Linked DNA regions of Gossypium arboreum: region 2 is linked to region 1. A link is a contact called in public Hi-C data. All regions are on one chromosome and are shown on one strand. The core of a region is the stretch at or near the end of the contact, and the rest is flanking DNA. Distances in the headings are between cores, read along the strand shown.

Region 1 (3,106 bases), core at 275-2,774:
AAATAAGAGTTAACAAAATTGTCCATATCACATATAGCTAAGGTGTTGGTAAAAGTCTTACCACCAAATAATCTAATAAATTATTTACATATTGTAAGATATTCTGCAATACTCCTATGAAATTGCAATAACCCTAAACTGTTTCCATTAGCATTTGTATACAAAATCCACATGTAAGAGGGTTCGTCATTTTGTTCAACTTAAACAACACCATCATAAGCAACTCCAAGAAGGTGTGGTGCACACGCTTCACCAAGCATAAATGCATGCATAAATAAATTTAACAATGAGAACTACATCCTATTGAACTACCCTATATATTTGAACTTTGAATAATAAGGGGTGTACATATCAATTAGAAATCCTTCACCATCTACGCACATCAAATGTGATCAACGGAGCTCCACTAGTAAATCATTTTGGAGTTTGACTAACATCAATTTATTAGAATTACCAGTTAATATATGTTTCTTAATAAAGCAGCATAACTTACCAAACAACTCCGAATAGCTTACTAAAATATTTGTTCGGATAATAAATAATAAAAAATATTCTTTCTAAGGAAATATATTCGACTGACTTTGCCATACTAATTTAACGTCTAATATAAATTAGCACATCAAATCATTCCCAGATTGCCTCAACGTAAAATAACATGGACACTTCAAAGACTTTCCTAACTTAACAGCAGTTACAAAATTTTACCAACATGCATAATAATAAATAAAAATCCCAAGATAAACGATGAACCAAGTCCAGAGATCTGAATTTCACAAAAATTTCTAGGGATTGCACAATGCATATTTCAAGCATCAAACCTCCATCGGAAAAAAAAAAGTATCACACCGAACAGAAGTTTCACAAAATCACAGATTCATAGATGCGTTAATTGAATGAAAAGAAGCACAGAAAGCACAGAAAATGGAAGATAAAAGCTCACTTTTTCGATCATTCATTTCAAAGGAAACCATTTTGCTGATTCTTCAGATACCTGTTACTTTCAAAAAGCAAAACAAATAAGAAACGGAATCATGTGATAGAATCAGGGGAAAAAAAGGGGAAAACAGAATTTAATAATTAAATACAGATCTAATAGAGTACAGACTCCACATAAAAAAGAAGAAAAACAAATCTTAAATAAAAAATCCCGTTTGTTTACAGAGAGGAAAAAGAAGTAATTTCTCGGTAATCAAACAGAGAAAGAAAAGAAACAACTACCTGAAAGTGATTGAGAAATTCAGAAATGGGAAGCGAGCGAGCGAAAGAGGGAGCCGCGAGTTAATGTAAATAAAACAAGTTGAAAAAATACTTGAGATAACAAAAATATATAAAATTTTAAAATTTTTTATTTAGCATCTCTGTTTACATGAGAAGTAACTGAAATGACATAAAACTCCTCATCATCAACTTATATTTTCCAAAAGCAGTCCATCAAAAGAGGCAATGTAAAGTTTATGTGACCACTTGTAGTAGCAGAAGCAGAAGCTTTTCCATTGCTGCATTGCTAAAAAATGCACATTCTGGTATTAAAATATTGTAACTGAATATTATATATTATATTAATTGAAATTATATAATATATTAATTTCGTTTATTGACAACCGGAATCCGAATTAACCTTAATAATCAAGATAATGAAAACTTAGAAAAAGCGTGGATTAATTCAGATTGGACCGACTTTGGGTAATTCCTAGTAAAAGTATCTCCTCCGTCTGGTGGTGGATCTTCTCAAAGTCCGCTTGATGAGTCCTTAGTTTAGAACAAGGTAGCTGCTAATGCTTCCAATCTATTAATTATGATATCATTTATAATTAACCTCTCATTGTTGAGTCCAGAAATACTCATTACTGTGTTGCTATCTGATATTACAACATCTCTCCTCTATAAAACATCTCGTGTTTTTTGTTGCTTACTCTCCTTTTTAGCTAAGCCTGTAAGGACTGATTTTCTATCAAATTAATTAATATATAGTCGTCAACACCAATCTGCATTTGCAATAAATCCAAGGAGTGAAGACCTTCTATACATCATTCATGAGAAAAGCAATAAACGATGTGTTTTTACACTGACAAGCATTGCGGTGTCGGCGAGGGAAGCATCATCAATGGCTTTGTAGTTCCATTAAAAGAGAACCACAAGCTGTTGTTGACGAGAGTGCTTCTCCCACAGTACAACACCAGTAGCTTGCAAGTTTGCAAGTTCAGCATAAGCAGCTGGCTTATTGCATTTCTCAGTTTGTACTTGGGGAAGTGGTGGTTAGGGAGATTCTAAGATATTGGCCAGTTACTAATTGTCAAAAAGAAATTATAGTTATAGGAGAACAGGATGAGGTGGTGGAGAATATGGATCCAGATCAGGCCCCTCTGCACCCAAATAACAAGGTGTTCCAACAGTTAACACAAAATGTGAAGGCCATGGATCCAACTCTATACTACAGGTGCCTTACAGAAATGGGTCATCGGGAATCAGAAGAAATCAAGAGGAAACAGAAATAGTGACAATTTATGCACATCAATAATAAGCTCTTCCATTCAACAATATATGCATGTCTTGTTCTCATTGAACTGAAGTGCAAGGCGTCGTATTTTGTGCTGCCACTAACTTCAGCAATTAGAAAACATGAAACCTTAGTGACGACAACTAAGAAAGTGGCTATGAATTATGAGACTCGTGACATTGATGGAACAGAATGCCAAGATTCTGGCAGTGTTCAAATTTCAAAAGTTAAAAAGGAAAACGAGGGGACTGTCGGGTTTGTTGTGATGGGGCAAAAACCAAACAATTCTATGGCCAGTCCACTAACGAGCACTTTTCTTTGGGCTTACAAAAGTCGTGTTGGGTCGCAAAGTCTGTTACTAAATCCAAATTTGACTTTAATACAAGCCATGTTTGATGTTTTGGGATATTTGGGTATATCTAAGCGCCCATGTTTGTGTGGAGTGGACGAGGCTGCTACTAGAAAAGGGGAGGTTAGCAGCTCCCTTATATGAATCTTGGACTGATGAGAAGGTGGGGGCTAAGAGTGGCTCTCAGCCTCACCGGGGTTACTATTGTTGTGGGTTTGGGAATTCATACACCATTTATAATCTTTCTTTGTCAGGAACAA
Region 2 (3,106 bases), core at 262-2,761, 500 kb before region 1:
TGACATTTGAGTCAGATAATAATGTTGTAATTAATACCCTCACAGACCCTTACAAATCCCCCCGGGTGATTAAAGTTGCTGCGGATGCCATTTTATCTATTATTTCTTATTGCTCCTTTGTCCATTTTAGTCACTCGTTTGGGAAATGTAATTGTGTGGCAGATTAGGTTGCAAGAAGCATGACTAGAGATAACCTACTTGGCATGTTATAATCCCTGCAGGCATTGGAAATTTTGCTGTTATTTTCTTTTGAAAATAATTTTTTAATTAAAAATGTTATTGTAAAGATAGGATTTAAAAGTAGTAAACGAAACACGAAAAAGTGAGTGTCAGGTGAACATGTGAAAAAAATATGGGAGACAAAAAGTAAATCTTTAGATATCTAATTGTCAATTACAAAGTGAGAAGCAATGGCGACTGAGGGTAGTAACTATTCATAATGTCTATTAGAGTATAGACTCTGTTAGTCTGTTACTAATTTGTTATACTCGTATGACTGACTGTTATGACTAACTGTTGCTAACCACTTACTAACAATATTCCAGCCTGTATGACAAATTAGTAACAGACTAACAGAATTTATAATCTAATAATGTCTGTCAATGCTTCATGCTGCCATCTCAAGCAAACACAACATAACATTTTACTACTAAGCCAAGAACGTGTTAATCTTTCTATGGAACTGTATTGTTCTATTTTTTACAAAACCATATTTATTTGGTTCAACTTAAGTTGGAGCTATCAAGCAAAAAGATGTAAAATAATTCATTCTTTACATTAAATTGAACTTTAAAATGATACTCATTCTTAAATTTTAAGTTGAACTTTACAGTTTACACAAATATGAAACCGCTGAATATTTTCTTGGGAAAACCATTATTGATGTGGTGCAACCAGGCTTTGGCTAAAGCATTGCAAAGGACACCATGGTCCATGACTGATTGATGTGTTCCTTGCAGTTTTTCCAACATGTCAAAACTCTTAACAACAAAACACTGTTTGTTAAAATGTTCTAATATCCATATATGATCATTTATAGAAATAAGAAACACGTCAAGCAAAAGCCAGTATTGCAGGTTCTAGTAAGTAGTTCTTAGGCTTGTCCTCACCTTGCCTTCAAATGAATAGCAGGCAATTAGTCCCGGAAAGCATAAGGCCTTCGATGTTGATCCAAACTAGTTTTAATGCTAAGCCCACGGAAAGCTTGCCTTATGATAATCCAAACTTGGGACCTATCTTCCCTCCAGTCCAAAAGGAAGGGCTATATCTTTTTGCTAAAACCATATAATATAATAATACAAACAAAAGAAATATTAAATCCGACTAGACTAGGGCTGTGGAGGAAACTTGGAATAGATCCAATAGACAAAGGTAATTAGACATGAAAGACTCTAGAACCTAGCCTATCGGCTGCTCTTTTTTCGATTCGCACTGTGCTGCTGAGTTTAGTTATCGCTAGAATCTTCCCAGTTTCTTACAAATTAATTACATTATCAGAAATTTCAAGAATTTCACTACTTTTATCCACATATAAATATCCCCTCAAATCTTCTTACAATGGCAATAGAATTTAACATTGAAGTAGCGTTCCCTTTAAGTCACTAGTTCCAGACTTCCAATTCAAGAAATCTAGTTCACTCTTACTCAGCATATATACACAATGAGGCTCTTGCTGTTGCTCTTGGCGTGTTATGTTGGCCTATGCAATGGATCGAGTTTGCTGCCATTCATGGATCCAGGGAGTGGCAGTCTGTTATTGCCTGATCCGTCCCGAGTGTTAGAGCAAATCCCACTTACCCTGGAGAGGGACGAGAGCTTGGCACTGTCTCCAGCCAGGGTGGACTGGAAGGAAACAGCGGAGGGGCATAGGATAATGTTGGATGTGCCGGGGTTGAAGAAGGAAGAGCTGAAGATTGAAGTGGAAGAGAACCGTGTGCTGAGGGTGAGCGGGGAAAGGAAGAGAGAGGAAGAGAAGAAGGGCGATCATTGGCACAGGGTAGAACGCTCCTATGGCAAGTTTTGGAGACAATTTAGGCTGCCTGAGAACGTAGACTTGGACACTGTAAAGGCTAAGCTTGAAAATGGGGTGCTTACTTTGTCATTGGCCAAGTTGTCTCCCGATAAGATTAAGGGTCCGAGGGTTGTCCACATTGCTTGGTGAGGCTAACTAAGCACCCAAGCTTCAGGGTAACGATGCCAAGCAGGGGCTTTAGACCCATCCTTGAATTGTTTTTCATGGCTTTCAAAACTTTTTCCAGCCTGTTTATGTAGATGAATATATATGAGAAAATAATTACTAAAATTGAATAAAAATATTATCAAAATTATAATGTAACGTAATGCAATGTAAGATATTGGTGTACCTAAAATTTGATTTTCACGATGCTATTATGTTTTCCTAACGAATCATCTTTGTCTGCTCCTCTCTCTCAAGGTTTGTTTTGTTAAATGTGTTTAAAGATATTTCAACCTCGATATGCTACACGAAGGCAGAATCATTTTCATTTATATAATTTATAATATTAACTTTCAGAAATTTAAAAATTAATTTATTTATTTGAGGATGTGCTTGGATAGGAGATTTAAAAATAAATTTTATTTATACTTAAGTTTTAAAAATTTTAAAAAGAATTTATTTATTTAGATAAATATAAGAGAGAATTTTAAAATTTGTGAGGAATTGAAGAGATTTGAGTAGTTTAATTTTTTTAAATTTTATTCAAAGTGTTTTTTTAATTTCTCATGATTTTAATTTATTTAAAGCACACAATTTCATTATAAAATAAAGAATTTAAATTTCAAAAATTAATTTTATTTATTACAATATATTTTTATTTTATTAAAGATATTTATAATTTTTACAAATTTAATAAATCCATATTATGCTATTTATTTTAATATTATTTTTATATTGATAAAGTTTCAATAATTTAATTTTTATAAAATAATTATTTATCCAAACAAAACAATTACAATTCAAAAATTTTAAAATGTTAGCTTTTTAAAATATCTAAAATTTTAAAATTTTACGATTGAAATTTGAAGAGGAAAAATTGAATTCATATAAATTTTGAATTTTTTTCTTATGTATATTTAAACAAATAAA

What was found. A called contact is a pair of places that touch in the nucleus more often than the background predicts.
Region 2: a contact with region 1 is called in a Hi-C map of leaf, with 4 times the contacts expected there. The contact joins the promoter of LOC108463332 here to the promoter of LOC108467831 in region 1. A contact is called at or near these places in 2 of 5 Hi-C or Micro-C datasets (both in leaf).

What each region holds. Positions count from the first base shown.
Region 1 is chr13:103,810,194-103,813,299 of ASM2569848v2, reverse strand. LOC108467831 (vesicle transport protein GOT1) reads right to left here and starts at 1,524. Exons shown (of 7, transcript XM_017768627.2): 1 at 1,219-1,524; 2 at 941-997. The coding sequence starts at 971.
Region 2 is chr13:104,311,182-104,314,287 of ASM2569848v2, reverse strand. LOC108463332 (22.0 kDa class IV heat shock protein-like) reads left to right here and starts at 1,511. Exons shown (of 1, transcript XM_017763283.2): 1 at 1,511-2,313. The coding sequence starts at 1,661. The coding sequence ends at 2,161.